Linked DNA regions of Mus musculus: regions 1 and 3 are each linked to region 2. A link is a contact called in public Hi-C and HiChIP or PLAC-seq data. All regions are on one chromosome and are shown on one strand. The core of a region is the stretch at or near the end of the contact, and the rest is flanking DNA. Distances in the headings are between cores, read along the strand shown.

What was found. Hi-C and Micro-C count contacts between places; a contact is called where the count stands out from the background. HiChIP or PLAC-seq counts read pairs in DNA pulled down with a chosen protein or histone mark.
Region 1: a contact with region 2 is called in a Hi-C map of bone marrow-derived macrophages, with 24 read pairs. The contact joins two enhancer-like sites. A contact is called at or near these places in 5 of 484 Hi-C or Micro-C datasets (bone marrow-derived macrophages, cortical neurons, erythroblasts and 2 more), 3 of 115 datasets of contacts at active chromatin or transcription factors (embryonic forebrain, kidney and stem cell-derived neural progenitor cells) and 2 of 9 other capture datasets (embryonic tail and embryonic trunk).
Region 3: a contact with region 2 is called in an H3K4me3 HiChIP or PLAC-seq map of bone marrow-derived macrophages, with 5 times the contacts expected there. The contact joins two enhancer-like sites. A contact is called at or near these places in 11 of 484 Hi-C or Micro-C datasets (the AML12 cell line, the C2C12 cell line, bone marrow-derived dendritic cells and 8 more), 4 of 115 datasets of contacts at active chromatin or transcription factors (bone marrow-derived macrophages, fibro-adipogenic progenitors, forebrain and 1 more) and 5 of 9 other capture datasets (adipose tissue, embryonic stem cells, liver and 2 more).

What each region holds. Positions count from the first base shown.
Region 1 is chr9:58,804,591-58,808,415 of GRCm38.p6, reverse strand. It overlaps a transcript of Rec114 not described here. Among named protein-coding and RNA genes, the nearest start is that of Hcn4, 16 kb to the left of the region's middle. Within about 2 kb of position 2,300, at least 63 of the 459 cell types and tissues checked have an H3K27ac peak or open chromatin away from gene starts, as enhancers often do. A contact at or near this core is called in bone marrow-derived macrophages, where this site is marked.
Region 2 is chr9:58,536,202-58,540,404 of GRCm38.p6, reverse strand. It overlaps Cd276 (CD276 antigen), which reads left to right. Exons shown (of 8, transcript NM_133983.4): 3 at 2,798-3,136. Among named protein-coding and RNA genes, the nearest start is that of Gm51678, 12 kb to the right of the region's middle. Within about 2 kb of position 2,419, at least 40 of the 459 cell types and tissues checked have an H3K27ac peak or open chromatin away from gene starts, as enhancers often do. A contact at or near this core is called in bone marrow-derived macrophages and granulocyte-monocyte progenitors, where this site is marked.
Region 3 is chr9:58,890,628-58,894,518 of GRCm38.p6, reverse strand. It overlaps Neo1 (neogenin), which reads left to right. Exons shown (of 28, transcript NM_001042752.1): 22 at 497-644. Among named protein-coding and RNA genes, the nearest start is that of Hcn4, 70 kb to the right of the region's middle. Within about 2 kb of position 2,513, at least 25 of the 459 cell types and tissues checked have an H3K27ac peak or open chromatin away from gene starts, as enhancers often do. A contact at or near this core is called in bone marrow-derived macrophages and granulocyte-monocyte progenitors, where this site is marked.

The sequences.
Region 1 (3,825 bases), core at 1,051-3,550, 270 kb before region 2:
AGTGCTCTTAACCACTGAGCAATCTCTCTGGACCTTGTTTTTTGGTTTTTGAAACAGGGTCTCAATCTGTAGCTCAGGCTGCCTTAGAACTCACAAATGGACTGACTGTGACTCCACAGCAATCCCCCCTCCCCCGCCCCACTCAGCTTCTTGAATAATGGGATGATAGGTGTGAGCCGCGTGTCCCAGATGTAAAATACATATTCTTTTAAGCCACCAAGTATGTGGTGACTTGTCAAACCATCAATAGGAAGCACAGTCCTCTTCTGTCCCTCATCTTTACTGCTGGCTTTTTGTTGTCCTTGGGTTAAGCCCTGGGTTAAGCTGGTTCCTGGGCAGAAGCAGAGGAAACATTCTCGTCTCTATTTGGGCCAAGGAGTGGTGGCTTTGGAAATATTCAAGGTAGCAAGCATCTCCTCAGGGCAGCAGCCACACACAGGCCGCCATCGGGTGACATGCTCAGGCTATTTCTAGGGGCTTTGTTGGCAGCAGGTTTGAACTAGGGCAGAAGAATTCCAGACGGGTAAGGCTTAGCGTTTGCACTCCGTTTTTGGAATTCCCAGAAATACTTGTGGCAGAGAAGGAAGAGAGGGCAGAGGCTCTGGATGTGTGAGGAGAGAAACAGCAGGGGCTTGGGGTTAGAGTGTTAATGGAACTGTATTTATAGACACAGATTGAGAGGGTCTGATAGCATTTTGTCATGTCACTTTCCTAGCCCACTGCCCCTCCCCATGTCCCTCCATAATCTCACCGAGCAGATGAGGGATTCTAAGCAATTCCGTTCTTTCCCAGTTTTTATCCGTTTTTATCTCTGTCTTGTTGAGGTGTGGGAGCACGTCCTATGTGGGAGCACGTCCTGTATGGGAGCACATTCTACATGGAGCACGTTCTATGTGGGAGCACGTTCTACATGGGAGCATGACCTGTGTGGGAACACGTTCTACGTGGGAGCTAGTTGTCGCTTTGTCATTTGTTGCTACAAACATCCATTCCTCCCAGTGGTCACTGCTTTTGTATGGCGCTGTCCACCATACAGAATTTTCCCCACCAGCATTTTCCATGATGATCTCTGACTTAGGTTTCACACAGAACTGGCTTTGACTACCCACAAGAGATCCTCCATGGAGGATTAGGAGCTGGGCTCTGTGGAAGGCTGCCCTTCTAGCGTACATGCACCACAAGAAAGATACAAGCTAAGGACAGATAAGTCTGAGTTAGACTTTGACTGTATAGTCTGTTTCATTGTATAGCCTGTTTTCATGTATGTGTGTGTATAACCCATCTTTCATCATTAATTTGCAATGTCCCCATTCTCACATACGACATGTTTATAGGTATGTAGATATTTATTTCTGGATTCTTTATCTGATGTTTGTTCCTTGCCCAACTTTCTCCTAAATCAACATGATTTACCGCTCTGGTCCAGCTGAGAAAGTTACAGGCTACCACATATAAATAACAAAGCCAAAGTTCTTTATTGATCTGGCAATCAAATGCTGATGCTCAGGGATGTGGGGATTTTAAAAGCAGGACTCAATCAGATCAATAACAGATGTGAGCTATGCTTCTGGGTCATGGTCCGGGTCTTGGAAAGTTCTTAATGTGCTGCCGGGGCACATTCATTGTTGTTCAGGGAGGAGGGTTGGAAATCACCCGAGCAGAGTTAGGATTAGAGCAGGACAAGATGGTGTTTTTTTCAGTCACTCCCACACCCCCTCCCTCACTACTACCCATTTCTTAAAGAATTTGCCCAGATTTCTTACCAACTTAACTATCTCATTAAAATAACTTGATTTTGTTAAAAACTAGAATGGTATTTTTGGTCAGCATCACACTGAGTTTATCAGTTCAAGTCTGTTGATCCTCATATCGCTGTATCTTCCCCTGCGAGAGGAAGGCCTGCCTCTATTTAAATCTCCGTTTGTATTCGCGGAGTACCGTGCTGTGATTTCGGCCCTGGAGGCAGCCTTTTCTCTCATTTCTGTTTCTTTTTGTTCCTTTCTGTCAAGTTCGGGGAGGGTAGTTTTGTAAACCTGCATTTAAGCCACCATGATTCCCAGAAGTCTTTAGATTGTGCCCTGCATTGAGGTTGAGGGCGGGGATGATGAGCTGAAACTGTGGGTGTGGGTGAAATTCAGAGGAGGTTAAATGCTAAACGAGAGCAACAGAACTTAACAAAGTGCCAACATTTATGTGACTGTGGATGAGCGAAAGCAGAAAGGGAAGTGAGGAACCAGTCAGGGAAGGAGAGCTGCAGAGCGAAGTCTATGGACTTTAGTGGCGGCTGGGAGGTTGTGGGCGTGGCTGTGGGCGTGGCTGCGGGATAGCCACGGCCGGGTTGATGGCAGTCTGCAAGAGGGGAAGGGAAGCAGCCTGAGATCTTCACAAAGAAAGACTCTTAGTGTGCAGGTGAACTTGGGATTACTCCTGTCATGTAAAACACGTGTGTCCCCAGGTAGAGGAGACCTTTAAGTGGTCTCAGTAGAAGGAAGGCAAGGGTGTTTAGACAGCATGCGTTGAAGACTCCAGACAACTAGAGCAGACTGGGTGGCAGTGGTGTTGATGTTTCCTTGGGTATAGCATCATGCTATGCAAGCACTCTACCAGTCCCCCACCCCCGGCATCCTCTGACTCAGTCTGTTGTTTTTAGACGGTTACCCAGCAAGCTCAAGTGTTGGGTCTTAGATGAACGGGAATTAAAATTGGAGGGTAGTAAGTGATTTGTGTATCTGAGCAGAGAAAAGACAAAGACGTTTGCTATCAGGAAAGAGACAGAAAAGTCAGGATGAATAAGAAGTAAAGACAGGAGCCAGAGGAAGGGGGAAGCCGGGTATCGCAGTGACCAGATGTTAAGAAGTGACACCTAATACCATGAAAGATTTATTTAGGAATATGTTAATTGAAAACCTAATATGAGGAGTTAGCAGTGTAACCTAATTGGAGCACTTGAATACTATGCACAAAGCCCTGGGTTCAATCCCCAGCACTGCATAAAACCCAGGAATGGTAGCACACACCTGAAATCTTAGCACTGGGAGGTGGAGGGGGCAGGAAGATCAGATGTTCAAGGCCATCTTCAGCTATATAGCAAGTTCAAGATGACCCTGGGCTTAGGTAAGACCAGGTCTCAAAAAAAACAAAACCAACCAACCAAACCAAAACTGATAGGAACATAATAATCTGATATCTGCAAATAATATGCAGCATTTTTCTGTGTAAGACTAAGATGTGTACCCATTAGCAATGGCAGGTTTTGTTTTTTTTTTAATTTTGAACAACTATATTTTCTAGTTTTTTTTTAACTTAGGTGTCCGTAGTGCTTTAGGAAGCTCGGTAACAAAGTCTGTTTGTTTGTTTTACTCTTCTTTTTATGAAGACTATCATGCAGTAAGGGAATCCCAGCTGGAACTGGAGGAGGACTCTTTGAAGTCAGCGTCAAGGTTGGGGTCCTCAGCAGGTAGAGCTCCTAGCTGTGTAAGCAGAAGGTGAAGCGGGCTGACCAAATTTAGCACTGCATCTAGCCCAGCTTGGCTCAGAGGTCACCCCCGGACATAGCCAGGAGTAAGCTGTCCCTTATTCCCCTCTGTAGGGCTCTGCAGACCACCCCTGAACTGGTATGAGCTGGTCTGGAGGATACTAGTGAAATGCCCCCCCCCCACTTCTCTGGATCCTGCACACCAATATCCTGACCCTCATCTGTACCTTAGAATAAAAGAAGTGAGAGTTTTGCAAGGCTGGAGTGCTTCCGGGGTTATTGGAAGGAGGTCCTGGCTGTTGGCATGGCTATGTGTTAATGAATGTCCTGTTTACTGTGGTTGTACCAGT
Region 2 (4,203 bases), core at 1,170-3,669:
CTCCATTCTTTATTTTGTTGCAAACCTTTGCTCAGATGACAGGTCATCAGCATGCTTTCTTGACTACTTTGTATAAAACAACATAGCACTCTTCCTCCCTCCCTAAATCATCCCTGCCCCGAGCGCTTTATTACATTCTTCCTATAATTTACCTCCACTGGACATATGGTTCCTTTGCTTATTGCCTGTTGTCACCTCGCTCATAAGGCAAGGTCTAACCTCAGGGACTGAATGGATGATTGCTATGTTCACAGTGCTCTGTCCCCATGCTGAATAAATTCCCACCTAGTGCTTGGCTAAGTAAATGCCCTGTTTAGGTAGTCATCCACCTTATGGAGAAAACAAAGCCAAGTGTCTGGCGCCATCTAGTGGTCATCAGAGACAACACCATCTCTATCCGTGGGTGTTCAGACTTCTTTTTGTGTGAGTGTGTTTGCTTGGTTGAGACAGGGTCTCACTATGTGTACCTGGCTGTCCTTGAACTCATTATCTAGACAGGCAGGCCTCAAACTCACACAGAGATCTACCTGTCTCTGCCTCCCAAGTGTTGGGATAAAAGGTGTGTGTCACCACACTTGGCCTGGTTCTAACTTCTTTAGAAAGAATTTTGGGTGACTAAGCTCCATGTCCTAGATGTCCCCTACAAGGGGACACGTAGATCTAGTTGGCAAAGATGAAAACTGGCCTGAGTTTTCATGGAATCACTGAAAGATATCAAGGGCCAGCTTCAACCTCTAGACATCACATACTAAGAAAGAGTGTGTGTAGAATTCATAGTAAAAGACTAATCACAAAACAAATACAAATTTTCTAAGCCTTATATGGGTGCTGTATTCAGCTGGCTTCATTTGAAGCTTGTTTGTGCTGGAAAGTTTATAGGATAGAAGGCACGGGGGCCAATAGCGGAGCCTGTTTCTTTCTCTCTCTCTCTCTCCCTTCCTTTCTCCCTCCCTCCCTCCCTCCCTCCCTCCCTCCCTCCCTCCCTCCCTCCCTCCCCCCTCTCTTTCTTTCTTTCTTTCTTTCTTTCTTTCTTTCTTTCTTTCTTTCTTTCTTTCTTTCTTTCTTTCTTTCTTTTTTTTTTGTTTTTTGTTTTTTTGAGTCAGGGTTTCTCTGTATAACCCTGGCTGTCCTGAAACTCACTCTGTAGACCAGGCTGGCCTCGAACTCAGAAATCCACCTGCCTCTGTCTCCCAAGTGCTGGGATTAAAGGCGTGCGCCACCACTGCCCGGCACCATTTTCTTATAACTTATAAAAGAAAGCATTTCCTTTGGGGGCTTGCTTAACAATGTCAGAGGGTGAGTCCATGACCCTCTCCATTATGGTGGAGAATATGACAGCAGGCAGGCCCGCATAGCACTGGAGCAGTAGCTGAGAGATTCCATCCGATCCACAAGCACAAAGCAGAGAGGAGAGCACAGGCTTTTGAAACCTCAAAGCCCATGCTAGTTACAGATCTCCTCTAACAAGGCCACACCTCCTAATCCTTCCCAAACAGTTCCAACAGCATTCAAACATATGCACGCGAAGGGGGGGGGGGCACATTCTCATTTAAATCACCACACATTCCTTCCTTCTCACCCTTCATCAACCAGCAAATATTGATAATTCTCTGGGCTGCATCTTAGATCTGGCTGGTTTGCTCAATCCCTGTGGCTGCTCTTCACTGCAGGGCCTAGAACTTGCTATGTTGACCAGGCTGGCTTCAAATTTATGGAGATCTTCCTGCCTCTGCCTCCTGAGTGCTTAGCCTTTCGCTGACTTGTGCTCATAGCCTCATGTGTCCTTTCTACAGCTGTGTCGCCATCACTTCTTTTGAGGACCTCTGAGCTGGTCTCCCGACTACCCACCCCCTCACTCTTCCACGATAGAGTCTCCCTTTATAGACGAGCCGGGGTGAGCTTCAGGCTTTGCTACCCAGATCACATCTAATAATTAGTGCCCTCCGTAATGACATCCTCTCGAAGGTGGGAGACCCCAGGTTTCTTCCAGCATCTCTCAGAGCCCCGTCTGGCTGGCCTCCAGTGGGCTTTTCCATGTGCTCTTTCTGATCTGCACCTCAGGGCCTTTGTACCTGCTGGTCCCTCTTCCTGGGACACACTTACATGTGTTTCATAGAGCTCCTGCCTCACACCTTATTTAAAGACATGGGTATTCTTTCTTGCATAGAAGTTAAGTATGTTTATTCATGAAGAGAAGAGAAGGAAAGGCACTCATGAAGTTCTCTCACCCAAGGGAGTTCACTGAGAACAGTGGGTGTTTAGTTCTGCAGGCACCCTTCCTATACAGATAGTATTTGTAGGAAAATGCAAGGGACCTGGCAGGTGGAAAGAAGCTGCCAGGCTTGAAAGCTGCCTCTTCTTTGGTTCTTTCTTTTTCTTTGACTTTTATAAGTACTTCCTCTTTCTTCTCCACCCACAGCTTCCCTTTTTTTTTTTTTTTTTTTTTTTTTTAGAATAGAGCGGATCCAAAGCTGGGTGATGCTCTAACACCAAGCCCTCCCCCTCCCCCACATTGTCTAATCACAAGCTGATGAACATCTGTGTCCATCACAAACTGCCTGCCTTCCATTCCGACATAAACGAGCTCCAGGGTATGACCTGGGTCTTGGTCCTTGTTGCATTTCTAATTCATGTTGGCAAATAGCTGCCTGCAGTGAGGAACATAGATAGGAACTTACTCTGAGCCTCTGACCTGAAAGGAAGCGTGTGCAGAGCCTAGAGGTAGCTGGAAAAGGAGAGAGACCCTGAGGAAACCTCATCTTTCCTAACTGCCCTACCCCTTCCAACTCACCCCCAGGAGCTGTGGAAGTCCAGGTCTCTGAAGACCCCGTGGTGGCCCTGGTGGACACGGATGCCACCCTACGCTGCTCCTTTTCCCCAGAGCCTGGCTTCAGTCTGGCACAGCTCAACCTCATCTGGCAGCTGACAGACACCAAACAGCTGGTGCACAGCTTCACGGAGGGCCGGGACCAAGGCAGTGCCTACTCCAACCGCACAGCGCTCTTCCCTGACCTGTTGGTGCAAGGCAATGCGTCCTTGAGGCTGCAGCGCGTCCGAGTAACCGACGAGGGCAGCTACACCTGCTTTGTGAGCATCCAGGACTTTGACAGCGCTGCTGTTAGCCTGCAGGTGGCCGGTGAGCGTGGAGAGGGGTACCCTCTGCTTCCACTCTTTATCCTTCTGCATGTGGCCTCTCACACGCTGCTGTACCACAGATGAGCCTGCGCTAACAGCCTGTGCGCCTTCCACTATCTCCTGCACTGATGCTGTTGGTGATGATCCCTGTCCTCTGCCACCCTCCAGCCTTCTACTCAAAGCCCAGCATGACTCGGGAGCCCAACAACCTGGGGACAAGGTGACATCATATGTACCAGCTCCCGGGGCTGCCCAGAGGCTGCGGCAGGGCTCAGCAGCCTGGCCTTGTGACGGAATCTTAGGTGGCCAAGGAGCAAGGCTTGTTTGATGTGCACAGCATGCTTAGGGTGGTCCAGAATGCTAATGGCACCTTCAGATGCCTGGGACTCAACTTGGTGTTACAGTAGGATCATCACAATCCACAGAAGCCCCACGGGCTTTTAGTTTTTGGTTTTAAGTGGCACCTTAAAGGGGAGTAACTTAAAGGGGAGTAATTTAAAGGGTTATAGCGTTTATCAGTCACACTTGAAGTTAAAGGAAGTTAGTTCCTTATCTCCAGTCTCCCAACAAGTGAGATGCTTGATTGTGATAGGATGGTGGGGGAGGGCTCTCCAGGTAGCGAGGAGCCACTGATCGAAGGCCTTCTTGACTCCCCAGACTCCAAGGCCGTAGAGACCTCCTGGAAGGATGGAGCTGCATCTGGGTCAGCAGGTCACGCACAGGAGAGGGAAAGGAGTTCTGCGGGGAAGGGGTTTGCTCTTGCGGGACTCTCGATGATCCTATCACCCCAAGTCTGGATCCCAGAGATGGCTCTTGTCAGTCAAGAGCAGCCTGCTATGAAAAATCAGATATGAGACTCAATCTGTCTCGAGAGAATGAGAGGGAAGAAGTCCTGGGTTTTGATGGAGGAAGAGGCTGTGGAACGGCTGCAGAGGTCCTATTCCTCCTTAATGCTTGGTCTCTGTGATTCTGACTCAGGAGGCATGGAGGTCCAGGTCTGAAGACCCTGGGGTATCCCTGATGGGCAGTGACACCACCCTATGCTGCTCTCCCCCTCTAACCCCACCC
Region 3 (3,891 bases), core at 1,264-3,763, 350 kb before region 2:
CCTTGCTTCTCCAGCACTGGGATTATAAACTTATATAACCATGCAAAGCTTTTCTTTAATGGGTTCTGGGGATGGGACCTGGGTCCTTATGCTTGCAAGACAAAAACATCTTACCTATCAAGCTGTCTCCTCAGTACAACGTGGGACTTTTAAAAATGAATTTGTACATCTTATAAGACACCAGAAAAACAGAACACTACCTGAGCCTTTGTGCTTAGACAGTTCTAGAATATCAGTACACTTGAAGGTTTCTTTGTATGTTATTCTTTGAGTAAACTTCTATGCCAATCCCTGCATGTAGGGCAGACTGTCATAGCCTCAGGAATTTATAATCTAGAAATAGTTTCCTTGAGTAGCACTCTATGCAGTACTGTGATAACTGGTATGAAGAAAATTCACCTGAAATACCTTGAAAAGGTTTGATGGAGCTGATTGAATTTTTTTTTTTAAATCACCTAACTAACTAACTAACATTTGTACCATTTTACCTGCACAGGCAGCAACAGCCCTCACGGGAGCCCCACCTCCCCTCTGGACAGCAACATGCTGCTGGTCATCATTGTCTCTGTTGGCGTCATCACTATCGTGGTGGTTGTGGTCATTGCTGTCTTTTGTACCCGGCGCACCACCTCTCACCAGAAGAAGTAAGGATCTCTAACATGCAACCCTGGTTTTGTTTGTTTCTTCTTATATGTTGCTTCTGTTTTTAGAGTGATGCAAAGAGTTGAAAAAAACATGAAGTACAGGAAAAGCCACTTTAAATGCAGTCATACCCCCTTCCTACCGTGGGGACTGTCTTGGGGATCTTGTATATTATGACAAGTCCCATAAGATTCTAATGGAGCTGAAATATTCCTGCCATCTACTGAACACAAGTTGAAGATGCAAGAGAAAAAGAAACCATGGGAGAAGGAGGAAAATGAATCCCTAAGAAATTTAACACTGGCTTTTCTGGGCCTCAACCTTAAAATGTTTGAAACTGAGGGGGCTAGGAAGGTGGCTCAGCAGTTAAGAACATGTACAGCTTTTGTAGTGGACACAGTTCTGTTCCCAGAACCTACTTTGGATGGCTTATAGCTACCTGTAACTACAGCTTCAGGGGAATCTGATACCTTCTTCTGATCTCTGCAGAAGTGTACACAGAATTAAAAATAAAAATCAATCTTTAAAAAATAAAAAGTTTGAAAACATCTTCCCCTGTCTCAGGCCAAAAAGTTTGCATCTACAAGCAGGAATCTTCATAGACATTTCTGAGTAGGGAGACCTGGTTAGGAAGTGGGACAAATCCTCAGAAGAGATTCTAGAAGAAGGCACTGTCAGTCATAGGAGACCACACAGTAACATGTGTATTATTGCCGCAAAGACTTTCTAATAAAACAAGAATAGAAAAAAAATGAAAAAGAAAAACAGTGACATTGGAGATCTGACTCTAGGGCAATCTGGGCTAGCTTTATGTTTGTGTCCTAGTTTTTGATGGTGGTGGTGGTGGTGGTGGTGGTGGTGGTGGTGGTGGTGGTGGTGGTGGTGATGGTGATGGTGGTGATGATGATGATGTAGGCAGGTATATGCACATGATTGTAGCTGCCCACAGAGGCCAGAGGCATCGATTCCCTCTGAAACTAGAGTTAATATGTGTTTGTGAGCCAAGCCACAGGGGTACTGGGAAGTAAATTCAGGTCCTCTGAAAAAGCCATCTTCCCTCTGTGCCATCTCTCTAGCCATGTATCTTTAGTTTTTTAACAATAACAACAACAAAAAAAATGTTTTAGGAACTAAGAAGTAAAGGCTAGAGACATGGTTCAATGAATAAAGTGCTTATAATGCAAACATGAGGACCTGAATTCCCAGTACCTACTTTAAAAAAAAAAAACAAACTCAGCAGTGTGCCATAGAAGTGACAGATCCCTCAAGCTTGCCTTACCAGTCAGAAAGTTCAGGGCTTAGTGATAGAACCTGTTTCAAAAGACACAGTGTAGAGTAATAGAGGCAGACAGCAGATGTCAATCACTGAACCCCCATACACACTTGCATACATGTCTGGATAAGCCCCCACACGCATGCATGCATGAAAAAAATGAGAAGTAAAACATTGAGCTGATAAAAATAGAACAGTTAGTGGAATGAAGAAAAAAATTCTGCTTATGCAGTTTACCACAAAAGGCAGAAAGTACATCTGTATATGTACACAGAGAGCGAAACGGCTTCTGAACCCTTACCACAGGCTATTTCACAACAGCCTGCGTGCCAGTGAAGGTGGGAGAAAGCTATTAACCTAATATAAGTATTTTATATGTGTGTGCACGTGTGTGCGTGCATATGTGTGTGTATGAGTGAGGCTCTCACTATGTAGTCTTGACTGGCCTGGAACCTGCTATTCCAGGCTGGCTTCAAACTCATAGAGATCCACTTGTCTCTGCCTCTGGTGCTGGGATTAAAGAAAGACATGTGCCACCATGTCCAGCTAATGTATTTGTTTTCAAAGGGCAAGTGATAAGCTACCCTGTAACTGCTATTTGAATAACTTTATGACAGATAAGTCATGTGATGTTTTAACTCTCTGTTCTCAAGTAGCTTTCTATAGTTTAGGTTGCATCTCTTTTCTAAGAGAAGAGGGGCTCTCTTCTGGTTTTGATTATGGAAAACTGTTTCCTTAAGAGCCTGAAAGTCAGCTCTTTTAGAACATTTCTCCAAGTTTCTGTGTTTGGTGCTTCATTTATTTATCTGTTAGTACTTGCTCATACAGCTATTATTAGTATGCTTGGGATCTTTAAAAGTTTCTAAAAAAAACAAAGTGAATATATACACACACAAAGGACAAAGAGTTCCACAGTGCTTTAGATGGAGTTAAAATTCAAAGTAAATAAAACTGGTATCATAGGAGTGTGCCACTGTGGCCAATGGTTCTCACGTTTTCAGATTAGGAATAATCAACATACAGGGATAACACGTGTGTAACAGAGGCCCTGAAAGATCATATCACCAAATGGCAGCACAGCCATTTTAGTTTTGAAAATATCCCCATATTAATCATATGTGGCTACCAAGTAATTGCTATACAAATGATTTTTATACTGTATTGCTTCAGGAATAATGACAAGGAGAAGTTGACATATTCAGTAAAATTTAAAAACAGTATATTTTCAGTCTAAAGTTGATTGAAGCTGAAACTATGAAACGCAGATATGAGGGTCCACTGTACTTGTTTACACTAGCTTGAAGTCTTTTTTTCCTTCATTGCATGTTCAAGCTCTAGTCTTTTCTAATGTACTTTCTGTCCCAACTATTTTACCACAGTTGCTTTCATTGAATCACACATTCCTCAGGGCTCGAGTCTCCATTCTCTTCCGTGTGGTTTCATGTAGCTCTGTGGTTTCATTTACTCTGTGCTTCCCAGAAACTCTGTTTCTATTTCCAGCCAGGCCTCTTTGTTCTGCGTATCAGGCATGCGTGCCCTTCCCGTCCTGTCGCATTTCTCTTTACTCGACATACAGCTTAGATATGAAGCATGCCCGCTTGTGTAGGCTCCTGCATGTGAACCCTTGGTCCACAGTTAGTGGTCTGTTGGAGGAAGTTCCCTGGGGTGGGGTTAGCCTTTAGGTGTATGGCCCAGTCCCTCTTCCTGTGTGATTCTACTTCCTGACTACAGGTTCAGTGCGACCAGCAACCTCCTACTTCCATGCCTTCTGGCCATGGTGGAATGCATTCCCTCAAACTGTAAGCCAAAGTAAACCCTTTCTTAAATTGCTTCAGTCAGATAGCAAAGAGAAAAGTAACTAATACACACATGTCCAAATCAATCCATAATATTTTCAGTAAAACTTTGTAGTCCACTCTTCTCACTGTGAATAAGTGGCCTGGGCCAGAAGCCTTGGCCTCACCATTTCTTTCTTT